2 separate regions of the Mus musculus genome follow, and region 2 is linked to region 1. Evidence: chromatin contacts called from public Hi-C data. All regions are on one chromosome and are shown on one strand. Each heading gives the region's core, a stretch centred on a gene start, on an enhancer-like site or on the middle of the called end of the contact. The rest is flanking DNA. Distances are from core to core; before and after follow the strand shown. Region 1 has its middle 43 kb from the start of 1700061I17Rik. Region 2 overlaps Plppr5 (phospholipid phosphatase related 5).

What was found. Hi-C and Micro-C count contacts between places; a contact is called where the count stands out from the background.
Region 2: a Hi-C map of cortical neurons shows a contact between it and region 1, with 5 times the contacts expected there. The contact joins two enhancer-like sites.

What each region holds. Positions count from the first base shown.
Region 1 is chr3:117,118,828-117,121,830 of GRCm38.p6, reverse strand. No RefSeq gene overlaps it. Among named protein-coding and RNA genes, the nearest start is that of 1700061I17Rik, 43 kb to the right of the region's middle. Within about 2 kb of position 1,565, at least 14 of the 459 cell types and tissues checked have an H3K27ac peak or open chromatin away from gene starts, as enhancers often do. A contact at or near this core is called in cortical neurons, where this site is marked.
Region 2 is chr3:117,627,737-117,630,649 of GRCm38.p6, reverse strand. All of the region lies in intron 3 of Plppr5 (phospholipid phosphatase related 5), which reads right to left. Among named protein-coding and RNA genes, the nearest start is that of Plppr5, 54 kb to the right of the region's middle. Within about 2 kb of position 1,644, at least 26 of the 459 cell types and tissues checked have an H3K27ac peak or open chromatin away from gene starts, as enhancers often do. A contact at or near this core is called in cortical neurons, where this site is marked.

The DNA of each region.
Region 1 (3,003 bases), core at 316-2,815:
TCAGTCAATAAAGTGCTTACTGCACAATCATGAAGATGTGACTTTGACCCTCAGCATGAACACTGCAAAAAGTCACGAAGTGGTGGGACAGAAACGATTCAGCAGTTAGGAGCACCTACTGCTTTGGCAGACGGCCCAAGTTAGGTTCCCAGCGCCCATATCAAGTGGCTTGCAATAATCATCCCTAACCCTAGTTCCAAGGGATCTGGTGCCACCTTTTGGCCCCTGTAGATATCAGCACTCATAGGCCCATACACAGAAAGCCAGAAAGCCTGCATGTGCGCACGCACACGCGCGCACACACACACACACACACACACACACACACACACACACACTAAAAATAAAATTTAAAATACAATCTTTAAAAGCCAAGTGCAGCAGGATATGCTTGTAATTACAACAGTGGATAAGTGGAAATAGATTTTCTGGTCGGTCAATCTAACTCAGTTAGAAAGCACCAGGTTCGGGGGAGACAATGTTTCAAGTAAAAATAAAAACCTGTCTGTCTGTCTGTCTATCTGTCTGTCTTGGAAAGGACTACTAATGCTGTGATGAAACACCATGACAAAAATCAAGTCGGAGAGGGATTATACTTCCACACCACTGTTCATCATCAAAGGATGCCAAGACAGGAAAATGGGGCAGGAAGCTGGAGGCTGGAGCTGATGCAGAGGTTGTGAAGGAGTGCGGCTTACTGGCTTGCTTTCTTGTAGAATCCAGGAACACCTGGCCATGAATCACCCCACTCATAATGGGCTGCACCCTCTGCCATCAATAATTCATTAAGAAAACGCCCTACTGGCTTGCCTATAGCCTGATTTTATGGAGACATTTTCTTAATTGAGGTTGCCTCCTCTCAGATGACGTTAGCTTGTGTCAAATTGACATAAAACTACTCATCATATATATCTCTATCTGTCTGTCTGCCTGCCTGTCCCTGAACTGCTTGTTTCCTAGGCATAGACTAAGCATATCACAGACATTTTCTCCCATAATCCCAAAACACTCCTGTAATTATGGTCATCCTCATTGTGTAGATGAGGAAATGAGGCTTAAAGAAATTAATCGGCTTGCCCAAGTTCATGCCGCCAGTGAGGATGGAAACAAGGCCAAAAGCAGGTATTTCTGGAACTAAACTGCATGTTCTTAACCGGTTTTCCTGATGGTGTTCTCATCACTAATTAGTAGTTTCATGTTTGGAAGCTGCCGTTGGTCCTGGCCTTCCTTGTGCATTCTATGCTGCCACCATCTGGTTTCTTTTGAGAAGTTCAGGCTTTTCCTCTGCAGTTATTCTCAGACTCATTGGAATCCTGCATTCCCTTGAAGAGAGGGCTGCAATGTGTGTGGATTCGGTGTACGTGACTTAAAAATCTCCAGCCTTGTCAGTATATTCCCTATTACACCAGTGTGATGTGTTAGGGCCACTGAGATTTGAATAAAAATTAACTCAGTGACCAAATTGTGCTAACAAAAGACAAATTCAAAGCCAGACAGCCATGGTGTGGAAAGGCTGCTGGAGGCAGGGCAACCCTGAATGCAGGGAGTAGAGGGAGCGTCATGCACATTCTCTGCTGTTGATGAGGAGATGCTGGACTTAGTCAGGACAGAAGAGCTGAGAAGGAGACGCAGGCTCCAAGGCAGCGGATTTTCAACCTTCCTAATGCTAGCAAGCAGGATATCTGATATGCAACCCCCCCCCAGGGGGTGATGACCTCCAAGTTCACGACCGCTGTCTGAGGTCACAGGGAAGACATTCAGAAGAGTCAGGAAGGAGCCAGTAGAGATTCGTTCCTTAGTCATTTGCTTGCGAAGGCTTACAACCACAACCTTATGAAAAATGAAACACCTTCGCATGTGTAACAATGATAATAGATCCTTTGCCAATGCCTTGCTGACATCCGGTTTCTTCTGCTAGTCTTCATGCCCCAGGGTGTATGAAGCCTGGTTTTCCCTGTATGGGAGGTAAGAGCAAGACAGAAGCGTGTTTCATCTCTATGGCAAAGTGAGGCAACATCTGATGTAGAATGGGCAAAGGTCGGCAGTTGGAAGCTCTACATTGTACTCTGACCTCTCTGCCCTCTGAGGGTTTGGGAGCCTTGAAGCTGGCCGACCTGCCAGAGCTATACAGTTCATGCACCTTGAATCTCTTGTTTGAGAGCATAGCCATAACACTTATCGAGATTCTTAGAACAACAAGACATGTGTTTAATGCCTGCTCAACTTCCCAGCACTACATTTATTACTTCAATCAGGATGACTGCCTTTTCAAGACCAACCCTGGGCTGCAGAGTGAGACCGTATTTCCAAAACAAGCAACTCCAAAACCACCAAATCTGTTGTGTTGTTTCACTAACTTGCACAAGGATGCTATAAAGTGTAGATTCAGCCCTCCCCCTAGTACTACATAACCGACAAATGATCTAACTCATCAGTCCTTGTGAACATGCTAAGAAGGTAGAGTCTGTCACTAGGCCTGAGAAGCTGAACAGCATTCAAGGTCAAACAGAACTGTGAAGCTGTCAGGTTTCATCTAGTCCCAAAAGCTATTAACCACACTGCACTCTGACACTTGTTCAATACCTGGGTGCCTCCCACACCTTATACATGCAGGTGCACATGTGTGACTGCCCTGGGTGCCTCCCACACCTTATACATGCAGGTGCACATGTGTGACTGCCCTGGGTGCCTCCCACACCTTATACATGCAGGTGCACATGTGTGACTGCCCTGGGTGCCTCCCACACCTTATACATGCAGGTGCACATGTGTGACTGCCCTGGGTGCCTCCCACACCTTATACATGCAGGTGCACATGTGTGACTGCCCTGGGTGCCTCCCACACCTTATACATGCAGGTGCACATGTGTGACTGCCCTGGGTGCCTCCCACACCTTATACATGCAGGTGCACATGTGTGACTGCCTTGGGTACCTCCCACACCTTATACATGCAGGTGCACATGTGTGACTGCCCTGGGTGCCTCCCACACCTTATCCACGC
Region 2 (2,913 bases), core at 395-2,894, 510 kb before region 1:
CTCAGCATTATGTGATTTGTGGTTAGTATACAGGAGGTGCTGTGAGATCATTACAACAGAAGATTGTACCAAGGGAGGGAAGGGAACTGCCAATAAATGGCCACTAGCACCAAGGACAGAGGCAAGCTGTCCACTGTTCAGAGAAGAACTGGTAAATCATGTAACGGCCACAAATTCCTCCTTTGGCATTATATCCACTTTTAACAATCTATTTGGACAACTCCTCCATCTGCAGGTGCTGTGTGATTTCCTGGATAGATAGAGCATCGTGATGAAATGCCAAGGAAACCAGGAACATAAGCCTCCAGGTACATTAAAGTTTGGGGCTCCAACGTTTTGGAAGGTTGTGCTGAGACACAATCTGGCAAGTTAAGCAAGAAAGACCTCACGGGAATGAGAGAGGCCCACTTATTCCAGTTGCACCAACTGAGGCAAACCCTAGCTGACTGCTGAGCTGACTCAGACCCAGGAAAGAAGATGTTTCTGTCTCCTAGCTTTAGAGTGAGCCACACAATGGAAATTAAGGGCCAATGATTTAGCCACCATGGTTTATTACTTCTTTTTAAAGTTCTTAAATTTTTATTTTAGATGTTCGGGTGTTTAACCTGCATAAATGTCTATGTACCCTGTGCATGCCTCGTGCCTGAAGAGGCCAGAAGAGGGCATCAGAATTCCCTGGAGCTGGAGTTATGGGATGGTTATGAATCACCATGTGGGTATTGAGAATTACATTCAGGTTCTTACACTCTGTGAGAGCAGCCAATGCTCCTAACCACTGAGCCATCTTTCCCACCCCCTTATTATAATTAGTTTTATGACAAGAAAAAATTAAGGTCATATTTGAAGGTTACCAAAAAATCTTAGAGCATGCTTTTCTGTTTCAAATTGTATGGGTGTACCAGAAATTCATCAAACATGGTCTTTCGATCTTAACTTTGAAGGTTTTTTTTTTTTTTTGCTTGCTTGCTTTTAATTTGAAAACTCATGACCAGAAAGCTAAATTTAAAGATTATTCTAGTAGAATTTAGCACTCAATTAGAAATTTGAGAACTGAGGGTTAAATAACTTATGGATTATTCCCTCAACCAGGGAAACTAATAGCATTTGTGAAAAATAGGATTAGGGATTTTTCCCTCTATAACTTCTTAGTAAAGCAAAAGAAATATCTACAGTCAAATTATCCCTGAAAGCCTTAATTTAAGTCAGATCCTAAGAGAGAATTCAAATTCCTTGGTTTATGCTAAGCCACACAGTGAAGCATCAAACAAATATTCCTTAGTTCATTTTCAAATACTGGCATCACTTTATTCATATGCGTTCACATATGACCTAACATTAAGAAAACAAATCTCTACACCAGATCATGAGATGATTTTCATAAAGAATACTGCTCAGAAGGCCATTCTTTCCTAAATACCTACCTGTTAAACTTCTGGCAATCGTTCTATGGGGCCAAATTATTTTGAAACACCCAGCTTTTTTATTATGAAATTTTCCCAAGGTGTCACTAGTGAATCTGGGGCAAAATACATTCGTATATAAGTTCAAATATAATGGCAAACCCTGACTGGAAATCCTGTGTTTGCAGCAGGAGTTATATTCAGAGTTGCCATAGCAGCCACCCACATTCTCTCTCACACACACAAAGGGGCGGTGAGGAAAGAGGAGAAAGCAGTTAGCAGAGAACAGAATCTATTGTTGAAAAGACAGAGGTGCCTATCATCGTAATTACAAGCAGGGATCCTAACTCTGTCTGAACAGTATTTAATGATAGAAGATGTCTTAGCACAGGACTGCTCTCTAATCTCCTTACCCTGTACCCTCAGCTTTAAACTGTAGTGGATGAGGAAGGAGTATTTTGGATAACCATGACCAAACAAGAGCTAGCAACATTTAGTGTTCCTCTATTTGAGATATCTTGAAGATCTTCATCACCAGGAAAAGCTATGGTTCAATAGATCTGAACAAAATACTTTACTCTCTCAGTATTTCCAGCTATAAATGGGTGAAATGAGTAACAAGAGTTACGCACTTTTAAAAATCCATTATACATGATGAATTATTAAACACAAATAATCATGAATAGATGCTAACGTTTAGTAACATGTTAAAAAAAAAAGTTGTCATGAGTGAGTAAAAGCAAGGCCTGAACCAGAATAAGTGCTCAGTAAATGTCTGCTAAAGTCATTATAATTAATTATTATTTATAAAGTATGTAAGTTTTCATTGTGTTAATGTGCTAAGGTTTCTAAAATAAATACCTGCAGGTGGTCAGCAGAATAGAGGTCTAAAATATAAAGATTCTGTTACATAAGAGCCAATGCATTGTCCTGTAGGAATGTCATTCAAGGACAATTTAGGATACTAAAACATCTAAGTATTTTATTCTAGTTGCATATTCATCACCACTGACAAAGCCTGGATTCATAGAGAAATCTATCATCTATTAGTACTCAACGAGGGTGCAGTCTCTGGGTTCTGAAAGCACTCTGCAATTTCCCTTCCATCATTGTTTGATCACATATTCATGTGCAGATATATTTAGAGTCCCTATACAGATACAAAAAGTCAACATCAGATTTAGATGGAGGCAATAGATAAAAAACTGCCTCATGCCTTGTGATTCACTCCTTTAAAATCTTCCTGGTAAGCCTGGGTGCTGCATATTCCAGCCGAGGAGAAGCCTGCAGTCAAGCAACTTGGTGAATAGGAAAGAATGTGCCTGTAAGCACATTTCATTCAAGGAAGAAAGATACCTCACAATGTACAGGAGAATGCAAAGCTGATAGGTTGAAGAAACTAGGGAATTCAAAAACGTATTTGGGGAGCAGAGTGAACAGGCACGAAGGGAACTGTAACAAATATTTTTACATCAGTCAGCAGGAAGTAGCATACAGAATGATGGGGTAAGAA